Linked DNA regions of Mus musculus: region 2 is linked to region 1. The links are chromatin contacts, called in public HiChIP or PLAC-seq maps. All regions are on one chromosome and are shown on one strand. The core of a region is the stretch at or near the end of the contact, and the rest is flanking DNA. Distances in the headings are between cores, read along the strand shown.

Evidence for each region. HiChIP or PLAC-seq counts read pairs in DNA pulled down with a chosen protein or histone mark.
Region 2: an H3K27ac HiChIP or PLAC-seq map of microglia shows a contact between it and region 1, with 5 times the contacts expected there. The contact joins two enhancer-like sites. A contact is called at or near these places in 3 of 39 promoter capture datasets (the C10 cell line, liver and neutrophils), 2 of 115 datasets of contacts at active chromatin or transcription factors (embryonic stem cells and microglia) and 1 of 9 other capture datasets (liver).

What each region holds. Positions count from the first base shown.
Region 1 is chr2:83,725,080-83,731,994 of GRCm38.p6, forward strand. All of the region lies in intron 1 of Itgav (integrin alpha V), which reads left to right. Among named protein-coding and RNA genes, the nearest start is that of Itgav, 4.1 kb to the left of the region's middle. Within about 2 kb of position 4,457, at least 122 of the 459 cell types and tissues checked have an H3K27ac peak or open chromatin away from gene starts, as enhancers often do. A contact at or near this core is called in microglia, where this site is marked.
Region 2 is chr2:84,613,304-84,620,044 of GRCm38.p6, forward strand. It overlaps Ctnnd1 (catenin (cadherin associated protein), delta 1), which reads right to left. Exons shown (of 19, transcript NM_001085450.1): 5 at 6,616-6,741; 6 at 3,177-3,640; 7 at 1,785-1,968; 8 at 585-702. Among named protein-coding and RNA genes, the nearest start is that of Ctnnd1, 34 kb to the right of the region's middle. Within about 2 kb of position 4,763, at least 89 of the 459 cell types and tissues checked have an H3K27ac peak or open chromatin away from gene starts, as enhancers often do. A contact at or near this core is called in microglia, where this site is marked.

The DNA.
Region 1 (6,915 bases), core at 3,207-5,706:
GGGATGACCTAACCTGACACTCAGCATCCAGTTTCACCGTGTCCCCAACTTCTTCTGATTGGCTGGGGACAGTGCGAGAGAGCTTTGAAGGAGCTCTGTTAAGCATCCAGGAAAAGTGAGACATCTGTACAGGCTTGTCCTGCGAGACTTTTGGCCATCTCTTGTCATTCCGTAACTTGCTTCACTTGGCCCCAGAATTTTTTTCTTCCGTATCAACCAGTTAGCCTCTTCCTAGTGCTTTTTGCTTTCTGAAATTAGCTCTTCCTTCGTCTGATTCTCTCTCTCTCGCTCTCTCTCTCTCTCTCTCTCGGTTTTTTTCCCACTCCTCTTCTAGACACTCCGATGACTAAAGTGACCAAATTGTTGTATTAATTTGTAAAGGACTATGAGACCTTTGCGCGTTTAAGGTCCACCAGATGAATGGAATGCGTCATCTGCTCCTTTCTAGTCCACTATTTAGGTCATTGTTCAGACAGAGCGAGGGTGTTTGCTGAGTTTTCACTCTCTGCAGGTCACTTCAATGCTGAAGAATACAGCAGGTCACGTAGGCTTTCAAATTACTCACGTCCCGTGTTGCAAAGTTCCTGAGGATTTGTGACGGCTAATGTCGTGTTTTTGGATTAAAGTTGTCTTTGACTCAACGCTGGCATCATTCTCATCCCTACTAGTGTAGGAAACCCCGATTAAATTGATGTTTTTCATGTCTATTACATTGTATTTCCAAAGAAACGGTTTCTTTAGTTACTTCTTAGTGTACCCCTTGGGGTAACAACATATTTTTTTTTTACCACAAACCCCCAACTCCCCCCCCAATTTAGTTTTGGGGAGGTGCAAGGCATAATTTTGATGGGTAGGTGATACAAGGTTCATTTGAAGGTGACCTAAGTATTTGTCTGAGGTAGTTGGGGCAGCCTCCAGGGTTTGTCACCGTTTTCCTGAACACTGATGAGTATCATAGGAACCAGTCCTTAAAGCAACCTGTAGCTTGGGTGGGGTTGGCAAAAATCGACATTGTTTATGTAGAGCACGGTTTGATTCACATTGTCAGTGCTTTCTGTTAGACCTGAGCTCACACTCTCCAAAAAAACAAAAACAAAACCAAAAAACCACAGAAGCACCAATTGCAGACATTTAACCACTCCCGCCATGCGAATGATCTCTTTGTATGGATAGAGTAGAGCTTGGGGTTCTACTCAGGGGCCCAGGCTGCTGAGTCTGTAATATACCTCTGAGCTACAGCCACATCCACTCTATCAGACCGCTTTAGTTAGCTCACTGTTTAAAAGTTTCTCCTTTCCATGTATTTTTTGTTTGTTTGTTTGTTTTTGGTTTTTCGAGACAGGGTTTCTCTGTATAGCTCTGGCCATCCTGGAACTCACTTTGTAGACCAGGCTGGCCTCGAACTCAGAAATGCGCCTGCCTCTGCTTCCCGAGTGCTGGGATTAAAGACGTGCACCACCACACCCGGCTCCATGTATTTTTTTAATTGTATGCTTTTTACATCATGGCCACTGCACTTGCCCCCTGGGTGTATCTTTTAGATTAAATTATACAGAAATTTTTCTGACTGAAAATATATTCTCTGCCTTACAGGAATTAGCAGTTAAATACTTCAGAGTTGATGGAGTGTTTTGCAGATGTTATTACTTTTTACTGTTATTAATTTAGTTGGTTTTTGTTTTTGTTTGTTTGTTTGTTTGTTTTTTTGCTTCTGTTTGTCTATGGCAAAGATTTAGTATCCAAGATACATCCAGAAACATGGCAGGCTGGCAAGCTTTTAATTGTCTTTTGCCATGGAAAACAGCAGTTTTGAGCTGTTGGTGGTATTTACTATTGTTGATTGCAAGGAATGTAACTAATCTTTGGAAAACATATGGATATGCAATGAGCTCATACATTTACACAGTCTCATGTTTACAGGAACTTATGCATGAGTTTTAATAGTAAGATATTGTGGAACTTTGGAGATTGCATGTTGTATTTTGAAACAGTCACTATCAACTTTGGTACCAAGAGACCAGCCTAACATAAAAAAGAAAGCAACTTTGAGGGGCCCCCTCCCTCCCAATACACCTAAACAACGGTTTATACTTACTGACTCTTCCAGATTAAATGAAGATTATTACAAAATTATACTTAATCTTAAAATAGAAAAAAACCAAAACCAAACAAAATTTCAGATGGTGGTAGCACATGCTTAAATCCTAGGACTCTGGAAGCAGAGTCAGGCAGATCTCTGAGTTGAAGGCCAGCCTGGTTTACAGAAAGAATTCGGGGATAGCCAGGACTACACAGAGAAAAGCTACCTCATCCCACCTGCCAAAAACCCAACCAAACAAAATTATGCTTAGTATTGGCAAAGGCACCTGTATATTCACTATATATTCAGCAAGCATTAGAATCCACAGTATTGTATGTCATTATCTGTTGCATATATTGATAGTTCCTTTTTTCCTTTCCTTTCCTTTCTCTCCCTCCTTCCCTCCTTCTCTCTCTCTCTCTCTCTCTCTCTCTCTCTTTCTTTCTCTCTCTCTCTCTGCCTGCCCGTGCCTCCCAAGTGCTGGGATTAAAGGCATGCATTACCATGCCTGGCTTAAAAACTTTTAAAGGAGAACTATGTAGTAAAATGTTAATAAAAGAGCTCCCCCTATGTGAAAAAAATTGATTAAGGAGGAGAGTAGCTGTGATCCCCACATATTCCAGTTTCAGAAATCTAAATACTACGGAACGGGTTCACTTCTTCTTTTTCTTTTTCTTTTTGTAAATTTTATTTATTTGAATTTTATATATATGATGAGTACACTGTCCCTGTCTTCAGACAAAGCAGAAGATGGCATCAGATCCCATTACAGATGGTTGTGAGCTGCCATGTGGTTGCTGGGATTTGAACTCAGAACCTTTGGAAGAGCAGTCAGTGCTCTTAACCGCTGAGCCATCTCTCCAGCCCCTCTTTTTTCTTATAATAGAAGATTATGAGTGAGAATATCATCTTCATATTGTTATGGAAATGAATGCATCAGTACTCACTAAAAAGAAGTGTTAAGCAAAGCTTCCAGAATGGAGCCGGGCATTGTGGTAGAAAATGCTTAGAAAATGCATCTGTAATCTTAGCACTTGAGAGATGGAGGTAGGAGGATCAGGAGTTCAAGCCCCACTTATGTCCTGTGTTCCAGGCCTGCTGGGGTAACATGATACCTTTTCTCAGAACAGAAAAGGCCCTAGTTTCAAGTTCTTTATCTCCATTAGGAACAATATTGCAATAGCTGTGGGCCAGTTAGCCCGAATTAGCCGTGTTAACTCAGCTAAAAATGAATTCTATTTGCATCAGGAGATGTTGGTTGCACCTCCACTTCTATTAATGGAACCCTCCTTTCTCTGTTGCCCTGGAGATCATTTCATATTCCTCCCTCTGATTTTCTATTTTACTTTGCCTCTCCTGCTACACTCCTCTGAGATTAGTCACTGCTTAGTCACCAGGCAGAAGGACTTACAATCTCTTCCTTGATAATGCTTCCTTGCTGCTAGCTCGCTTTCTGCTTCTGCTTCTCACTTGAGCCTGGCTCTGGGCGGCTCAGAGCTTCTTGAATCATTCTGCCTATTTGGCTGATAGACCTGCAAAACATGTTATATGTTTCTACTGCTTTTATATTTCCAAAACTTTTTTTTTTCAGTAGTTCCATTGGCAGAGGAAATCCAAACCCAGATTAAGGCCTCCTGAAGGAAAATTTTCAAATTTCCATGTCACAATACCTTAGAAAATGACTCAAAGTAGTGTACTTACCTGAAGTCCCAGCACCCAGAATGCTGAGGCAGGAGAGGATTGTCACAAGTTTGAGGCCAGCCTGGGCTAGGTAGTGAGTTCCAGGATGGCTAGCTTTGGCTACAGAGTGAGACCTGGTCTCAAAAACGCACACCCACCCCCCAAAAAGAAAAAAAAGTGCATGTTTTAATAAACTTGAATGTACTGTGTTGGTTAATTTTCTCCATCATAAATAATACATCTGGTTAAACTACAGTCTTTATTATTTGGAAAGCAAACCTTAGGTCTATTCCTTTCGGTTAAGATCATAGATTTATTGGGTGGATGTGATGGTTGGTGGATACCTTAATTCCCAGGCCTCGGGATGCAGAGGCAGGGCAATGCCTGTGAGTTCCAGGGCCGTGCATGAAATGTGGTAGTTACTGTCTCCGTTTTACTTTACATAGTTGTTGACCCAAAGCATTTGTTTGTTTGTAGAGAAAATCTGAAACTTGAATTACACCTCAACTATTTTATACACATTTCCTTTTATGTATATAAATAGTGTTTTTTTTTTCAGGAGTTCCCATTGGACACCTCAGAGTCAGCTACGTATATGAAACAAGCTTTATCTCGGAAAGGCCAGTGCTGAGAGCAGCCAAAGAGCTTAGTTCATTTGGAAAGTTTGGAAGTGTACTTGTCATTGTTTGGCCAGCTGCCCTGCTTGGTAGCCAGACTTGTATTCTGTGAAGCAACTGCCCTTCCTCTTCTGCACTGGGTAGGAAGTGCAGCTCAGGGCCATCCTCACAGCGTGTCTCTTTCCCCTCTTTCTCTTCCCACCCCCACCCAAACTGCTTTCTCCTTCCCATCTCTTGCCTTCCGCTCCTCTCGCTCCTCTCTCTCTCTTTCTCTCTATCTCTTCCTTTCTTTTCCTGCTGCTTCTTAGCATCTCCCCCCATTCCTTGGCATCGCATGAATAGCACACTCATTTCTGGAGTCCTAAAGAGGCATTAGTACAAATAAATCGAGTTACCATCGAGTGCTGGTGTAGGTGTGGCTCTTGGTCATGTTTTTGGGCGTACTTTTTTTTGGAGTGAGATAGAGACAGCAAGGAGAGCACCGAAGGCATGTTGGATCTTACGTTGCTTAGCTTCAAAAATATACACATTCTTCCGTGAGGTCTTTCCAGCCCCGTGCGAGCTTAAGGTAGCTCCCCACCTGTCGGCTTTGCCAGGAAACGGTATGAGCCAGCTTTCCTGCCCTTCGCTTTTCCCTCTTCTCCTTTGAGTTAGTTACTTGAGCACTAATGGCTCTGTGGAAAGAAAAGCTCCTTTAAAAGCAGACTTTAAATTACTTCCTATTTCATTAGGAAATAGTTTATTAAGTATATCAACTGCTGGTTTGATTGCTAACGTATTGTTTTCATTTATCGACTGGCCACCTGGGAAAGAATTTAAGTAACGACAGAGCGTTGTACCTCTGTTCTGGAGACCTGAGAACGGAGATTTCAAGTGACTCCTCTTGACTGCTTGCCTTGTTTGTGAGTTGACCCCTTCTGTTTGCACTGGGTGGTGCTGCTTGTTACACTGCAAACAACTTTTCTATTCTGTCTCCTCTTTTCTTATACCTGGACTTCTGCAGGCAATCAGCAGACAGTTTTAGTTGACTTTTAAGTAACACTACTTGCTTTTTATAAAGTGTTTCATTGATGGGCTTACAGGTTGGTTTGTTTGTTTTTTTTTTTTGTAGCATAAATAACTTTTGTCTTAATTATTCTTCCTCTTCCTCTTCTTCCTCTTTCTTCTCTTCTTCCTCCTGCTTCTCCTCTTTCTTTTTCTTCTCCTTCTTGTAACTGTGACCTTTCTATGCCTGCCCCAGTTCCCAAATAATGCTTCCTCTGACTCTGAGTAGTGCATCCCTGTGCCATCCTCCTTCCCAGAGCCAATCAGTCACTCTCTCTCTCTCTCTCTCTCTCTCTTCAGAAGTCCCACCTTACTATTATGCTTTTTGTTATAGGTCATAGGCTTTTTATTTCAACCAATCAGAGGCACCTTAAGCAGGCAAGGAAGGACAGAGATACGTCTTCACAAAGTGTACAAAAAGATCACTTCTAACACCACCTCCATCACCACCTCCATCACCACCTCCATCACCACCTCCATCACCACCTCCTTTCTCCTCTTCTTCCTCTTCTCTTCCTCTCCTCCTTTCCTTGGTCTCTCTGTGTAGCCCTGGATATCCAGGCATTCACTCTGTAGACCAGGTTGGCTCTAACTCAAAGATCTGCCTATCTCAGCCTGCCAAGTGCTGGAATTAAAAGTGTGCACCACATCAGCCCAGCTTCCTTAATTTTCTTAGCATCTTTTTCCCACCCTGTACCCTCCAGTCTATGGGAATACTTATTTATTTTTTTTAATATATAACTTCCTTCTAAGATTCTTTACTTTTGAGGCTGGAGAGATGGCTCAGAGGTTAAGAGCACTGACTGCTCTTCCAGAGGTCCTGAGTTCAAATCCCAGCAACCACATGGTGGCTCACAACCATCTGTAATGGGATCTGATGCCCTCTTCTGGTGTGTCTGAAGACAGCTATAGTGTACTCACATACATTAAATAAATAAATAAATATTTTAAAAATTCTTTTTTTTTAAACTTTTTCCAAATCTCCATTTGTTTCTTTTAAAATACTTAAATATCTTAAAAGTAACCAAAGTATTACAGTGATATTTGTATAAAAAACTCTGTTTCTCATATTTTTAATCTTATTGATTTTTAATCACTAACCTGGGATTAGACCCTGACAGTTTTCACAAGTTCCATCTTCATTATTCTCCTATTTCTATGTATTTTACCAGTGGGCAAGACTGCACATGAAGGGATGCATAGGGAAACTGTTGAACATCAATATTAGCTCTTCTAATTACCATCCTTTCATGCCTGTAATGTGCGGACAGCCTGATGAAAGCAGAAGCCTGGTTCCTGGACTCCTGCAAGCACTCAGGCTGTGTGCTGCCAACAGAGACATTTTTATTCCGTGCTCTCTCCCACTGTGCCCCTTCAGCTTTAGCCAGAGGCCGTCCCCTAATAAGTCCCCTAATAATAACCGATGAGTGCTCGCGGTTTTACAGTTGCCAAGTCAAGAAGATAACTCAAGTATAAAACTAAATTGAATTGTTA
Region 2 (6,741 bases), core at 3,513-6,012, 890 kb after region 1:
GGCTTCTACAACTAGTTGGTGACCCAACACTTAGGCCCCTGTTTTCCCTACTAAGAAAATATATAATGTGGAAGACTACTAAGCAGCTTAACTCTATATGGGACACACACACCTAAAGAAAACTATCTTTGGAGCTGAAGGGATGGCTTAGTCATTAACAGCACTTGCTGCACAACAAGTCTGGCATGATCTTGAATGCACCTATAAACCAGTGCTATAGGAACAGCATTGCTGAAGTACTTGCTGCCAGCCTAGCCAAAGAACACAACCTCCAGATTCAAGGTGAGACCCTGTCTAAAAAGAATAAGGTGGAAAGTGCCTGAGTAACAAACAAGGAACAAATGTTCTCCTGGCTTCTTCTCTGTGTACTTGCACGCACACACACACACACACACACACACACACACACACACATACACACACACACACACACACACACACTTCTCTTTGTCTAAACTAAATGCCCATTTTAGGGAGAGGGGGTAGCATAATAAATATTTTATATTACCTGATAGCCTGAGGTGGTAGGTCTGGACCACAGGCGCCTTAGTGAACAAAATTCACTTAGTCATTCATTAACTTACCTTACTGTCTGAATCCTTCTGCCCAATTTCTGCCTGAACGATGAAAATGAGGGCATCAACTAAGCCGTCACATTCCCGAAGTTTCCTCCGGGCTTCACTCCTCTCTGAGCTTACGTTCCTAAGGGAAACACAAAATTAAGTAGAGGACTTAAATCCATAAAGTGCCCCCCACAGATATTGTTCTTCATTTCCATCGAAAGCTTCCTTAAAACCTTTTGTATTCAGTACAATAGGCAATTGATACTTAAAAGCAAGGTACTGCAGTTGGAAATTGACTGAAAGTCTGTCTGCTGAGCTTTCTCAAGCTTGTGAAGTCCTGTTGAAAAACATGCATACCAGGAACTGGAACAGGCAGGCAGCGTCAAGAGCACTAGCACTGGATGCTCTTCTAAGGACTTGGGTTCAACCCTCAGCACCCACACAAAGGTTGTAGCTCCAGAGGATCTGACACCCTCTTTCAGGCTAAGTGGCAGATAGTTTACCCAAGATTATACAAGGCAATGGGTTTAATACCCAGCACCACAAAAAAAAAAAAAAAAAAAAAATGGGTTTGTGGGGAGGGCAGAACCAACATCAGTAAATCTAGCCAGAAGTCATTTGTTATATAGCAGCACAAATAAATACAGACAATGACAAAGGTGTTTAATTTGAAATACAGATGACCATGACAGGAACCAAGACACAAAAATCCACAACTAGGTAAGAAGCTTGTATGTGGGAGGCTCTAAAAAGGCGTTTACCTAATTAGATGAACAAAATCAAAGAGGAATAAAAAGTGAACAGGAAGAGGGAATAAACACACAAGCCGATAAACATGGTACACACAAGAAAGAAGCAAAGGCAGGTAGGCTGAGGTCGAGTACACACAAGGTAGAGTAAAGGTTGCCTAGAACATGCAATGTCTTGAATTTGGTCCTCAGTACCACAAAATAATCATAATTAAAAGAAGCAGGCAAGCAAACAAACAAACAGAAACTCAACTTCTAATTTAAAAAAAAAAAGAAAAAGTGTCCAACTGGGGTGCATGCATATATGTATGGGACTGGAGACTGCACCCAGGGAAGCACCTTAGCAACGAGTTCCATTCTATCTGCAGCCAAACCACATCCCTTGTTGAGACAGGGTCTGACAGGTTTATAGGCCAGCACTACCAACTCCAGCAAAAATTGAATCTTTATAGTCTTGAAAACCTCCACTTACCGAAGGCAGCCAGCAGTGTTGGTAAGCACTGACTCCCATTCAATATGCCGTGGCTTACAGTCTTCATTAGGTTCTCTCTCCCAACCAGAATGTGGAATGATAACTTCATCTGTCAAGGCATGTAGCGCATGGTCCACAATCTCCATTTTGATTGAATCATGGGATGAGAGATTCCACAGGGTTCCTGACAGGGACAATTCAGAGAGCTCTTTAGCACCCAAGACAGTATGTCTGCAGAATATCAGAGGCAGCCCTATTCTATTCCTTCTTCGTCAATGACCACAGATTTACCCATTACAGAGTCTAGGACTCCATGTAGTATTAGTCAGGCTTCTGGCCCATGGTAATATGTATTTTATAGTATAGTTTAATATAGGCACAAATAGCTTTACAAAACAATCTACACCAGTTTCTTTAGCTCAGCAACACAGTCACTTTGGACCACATAATTCTTTGCTGTGGGAAGTTGTCCTGTCTATTGTTGGATGCTTGCCCGTTAATCAGGCCCTAGCCTTTACTCATTGGATGCCAAGAACATGCTCTACCTAACCTCAAGTTATGACAACCAAAAGCAACTGCAGCAATGGAGATGTCCTCTTGGGGCAAAAATATCCTGCCAATTAAGAACCAATATTTCTTTTTCTTTCTGGAATGGTGATTATACCCCCACAAAACGGATCACCTTGTATAATCTGGAAAATTATTCCAAATAAATGGCCATAAACTCAAATTTCTAAATGGAACAGGCTGCTTGAGTCAAGAAAGGTACACATTTAAAACAGATTATAAGGTTGTGGATAAATGGCAATTGCTCTCCAGCTTGTGTCTTTGGAAAACAAGTTTCTCTACTACTATAGTTGGTCAAAAATAACAGACTGCACCAGAAATGGTGGCCCACTCGTTAATCCTAGAGCTCAGGAGGCAGAGGCAAGTGGATCTCTGTGAGAAGACAGCCTAAGCTACATAGTGAGTTCTAGAACTTGCCTACATAGAGAAAGACTTTACCTCAAAAAAACAAGAAAACATGCAGGTATGCACAATGTGTTGGAGAATATTGCGTGTGTCATGTGTCATCCAATCAAATCTGTAAAGCAGATTTGACCCAAGGCTACTCACTACCTCGGAACCTATAATCAAAAGATAATGGATTGGCCAGGCATGGTAGTGTATGCTTTTTATCACAGAATTTGGGAGGCCGAAGCAGGTAGATTACTTCAAGTTCAAGTCCAACCTGCTCAACATAGTGAGTTCTAGGCCAGCCAGAGCTACACAGTGAGACCCTGACTCAAAAAGAATTAATTATTCAATAAATTAATTAAAAGTTAAGAGTCTAGAAAGTTCTAGATCCATACCTGTCTATAGATTAACAGTGACCTCTAACCTGGCACTCACCAGTAATCACTTCAGTCAGGTCCATATCACGAGCCTTTCGGAGCAATCGGACCAGAGCAGGAACACCATCACAGTTTTTTATGGCGATCTTGTTATCTTGGTCACGTCCAAAAGAGATATTCTTGAGAGCTCCACAGGCTCCGAGGTGCACTTCCTTTTTGGGATGGTCTAACAATCCTACCAATATCGGGATACCCTTGAGCTTCCGCACGTCAGTCTTCACCTTGTCATTGCGGTAGCATAAGTGCTGCAGGTATGCAGCTGCATTGGACTTAACAGCATCCAAGCGGAAGCCTAACATGGCAATCACCTCTGGCAGCTCAGGCTGTCTCCAGTTTGAAGGTGGGGGCATTCCCTTTCGCAAACTATCCAAGCTTGCTAAACTGCCCCGCTCATGCTGAGCTAAAGGAGCCCAATAGTACTGATCAGGCGGCACCTCTTCACCAATCATGTCTTCATAGCTCCTGCAATTTTGAAAGAACAAAGAACCAAGCAGTTAAATCTGGCTTCATAGACATTCCTATTACCAATCATCTTCAAGGTAGGATCACAGCTCTACAGAGATCATGTGTCTCCTCTGTATGGTCAATTTTTAATAATTTTGTGAGCAAGTGCAAGTACTCTCAATGTCCCTCGACATTATTATTATTATTTTTTTTTGAGACAGAGTTTCTTCCCAAATCTGAAGCTTGCTGATAAACTAGTCTGACTGTCCTGCAGGACCCAAGGATCCTCTTATCTCTGCCACCACAGAGCTTAGCTTGTTATGTAGGTACTGGAGCTCAAATCCTGGTCCTCATGTTGTGCAAAAAGCATTTCACCAACTGAACTCTCTCCCTGGGTCCAATTTTAATAACTTAAAAGTAACCTGTGGCCGGGTGTGGTGGCGCACGCCTTTAATCCCAGCACTTGGGAGGCAGAGGCAGGCGGATTTCTGAGTTCGAGGCCAGCCTGGGCTAAAAAGTGAGTTCCAGGATAGCCAGGGCTACACAGAGAAACCCTGTCTCAAAAAACCAATGAATGAATGAATGAATGAATGAATGAATAAATAAATAAATAAATAAATTTTAAAAAGTAACCTGTGAAGTTTGCTGATTGAGAAAGACAAGTATGTGGAACGTTCATCACAAAGAGAACACACAAGGAATCCGCACACAGGAAAGAGCTAGTGGAACAAAACTATTAAGCTCGCCCTATTTTGGAAATTGAAGAGGCACTGATCAAGAAAAACAGAGGACTTCTGGCTATATTGTTGAGGAGTTAGCTTTAGTACTACTGAGGCATAAACTTGAACACTAGCTGTCACAGTTCATCCCAGGGCCTCACGTGCTATTCAGTCAGACAGGTATGTTCCAAGAAGAGTTCCATCCTTCAACTTCTACATTTCCATGTCTGCCAAATGGCACCTATACACCAACATATATTGGAATGTCCCAGCTCTTGGATCAGAAGAAGAAACTGAAAGATGTCAGATGAGAAGCAACACTTCCTGTTTCAGTACCATCAATACCCACTAGAGGGTGAGCCTGTCACACTGTTATTTATAAGTACAAAGGAAGAACCCTATTATCTATGAGCTCACCTCACTCACCACCAACCCAACCCCCCCCCCCCCCCCCCGGGCTCCCACTGGGATAGGGGACTCTATTGTGTAGGACTCTCCAAATAAGACTTGCTTGTTCCATAAAACCACTCCCACAGTCACCAAACATTGAAAATTAGCCTACCTAACAGGTATCAACACTGATCATTAAACAATAAAAAACTCAGTAGAACAAATCATTTCATTAAAAAATAAATAGACTTGGCAGTAGTGGCACATGGCTTTAATCTCAGTAGTTGGGAGACAAAGGCAGGGCAAATCTCTATGAGTTCAAGGCCAGCCTGGTCTACAGAGAAAGCTCCAGGACAGCCCTGGTCTTGAAAAACCAAGGGAAGTAGGGGGTTGATAGTAAAGGCACCTTTAAACTTAAAATGTCATTTAAACAAAATAAAGTAAGTTGTTTTGTTTTAAAAGCAGATTGCTAAACACTATATGAAAAAATATTTCCTTTTAATGAGAAAACAGGATACATGTTTTCAAGAAAACCCCAAGAAACACCAAACTGTCCATGAGAGAATGGTGTTTTAGGCTGTATGCTGAGCATATTTTACTTTTCTTGTTTAAGACAAGCAACTATAAAAATAATTGCCACTGCCAGATTTTGTTTCAGTCACTCAAGGAAGTCTATCTTTATACTTCCTTCTTTCATAGGCAGTAGATCAAGATTCTTTCACAAATAACAAAACTGCACAAATGACCCAATAACTTGCTTAAGGCTCTATAGATAATGGCAGAGGCAAACTAAAACCAGGGTTTTCAAGTTCAGTGCTTTTGCCACTAATCACTGCCTTGCTATGAAAGTTTGACCTTGCACTATTCTTGAAGGCCGAAACAGGAAGCAGAATTCTTCTAGTCAAGAATCTTGCTAGTCAAGCAGGATTCCAAACTCAATGTCACCCTGGAATAAACCCAAGAACCAAGCCCCAAACCCGCTCTATGTGACTGGCACTTCAAAGGACAGCAGGGAACAGTCTGGTCATCCACACCCACCTGTGTCTAATCTCTCTTGGCTATTGAGGAAGTCAGAGCAAGCAGACTTCAGCCCCACTCCTTGGGCAGACTCTTCTAATGATAGCTGCTATCTATCTACCCTAGCTAGCTTACACCAGCTAAGATCTGGTGCCCCTTTAGGAATAAAAGGTGAGTCACATGGGAGTTGAATTTGCTAACCACGCCATCTGAAGAGTGTCAGTGACTCAGGCTTAGATAATAGGGCCTCTACTCCTGTCCCAGACTAATTCAGTTTATGGTTAGCCAATACCACCTAATATACATTTGGAAAGTGCCAAGACCTTTGCTTTGGAAGGTCATGAACCTACTTACAAAGACTGAGAACAGCTGCCAGGGCACCCTCACTATCAAGATAACTATAAGCCTTCCTTTATTTCTTAACTTGGAAAATATAGACCCTGATTTTAAAGTAATGTTTGCAGCCCAAGACCAAACATGTTTTTTTGTGCACACCCATAAGTAAGAGTTTTTAAAATAACCTTTTAAAAATATGAAATCCCGACAAGAGACATGACAAAGGCACTAATGAACAGCACACAAAGCCTAAAATGGGTCCTTTAAAAAAGGTCTACCAGCCAGAGCTAAATAGTGATACCCTGTCTCAACAATAACAAGAATAAAGAAAGGGAAGGAAGAAAGAAAGGGAGTGAGGACCAATCAATCCCATTGTAAAATCTTCCTCCATGGCAACTACGCATCCAAACAGTCAGCATGGCATCTTCAGCCAGCAAAGATCAGCTCTAGGAGGAAGAGCCCTCAGAGCAGACAGGTGCTTAGTGACCTCTAGGAGTCCCTAAAGCTACCTCTTCCCCCACTCCTGCCCACCTGAGGCGTCGTCGAGGGTCAGAGGGTGTTCCTGTCCGACGGGCAGTACCATAATCAGACATCATGCCGTAATCGAGGTCATCATAGCCCATGCTGCGCTGGTCATCCTCTAGCCCGTAAGGCTCA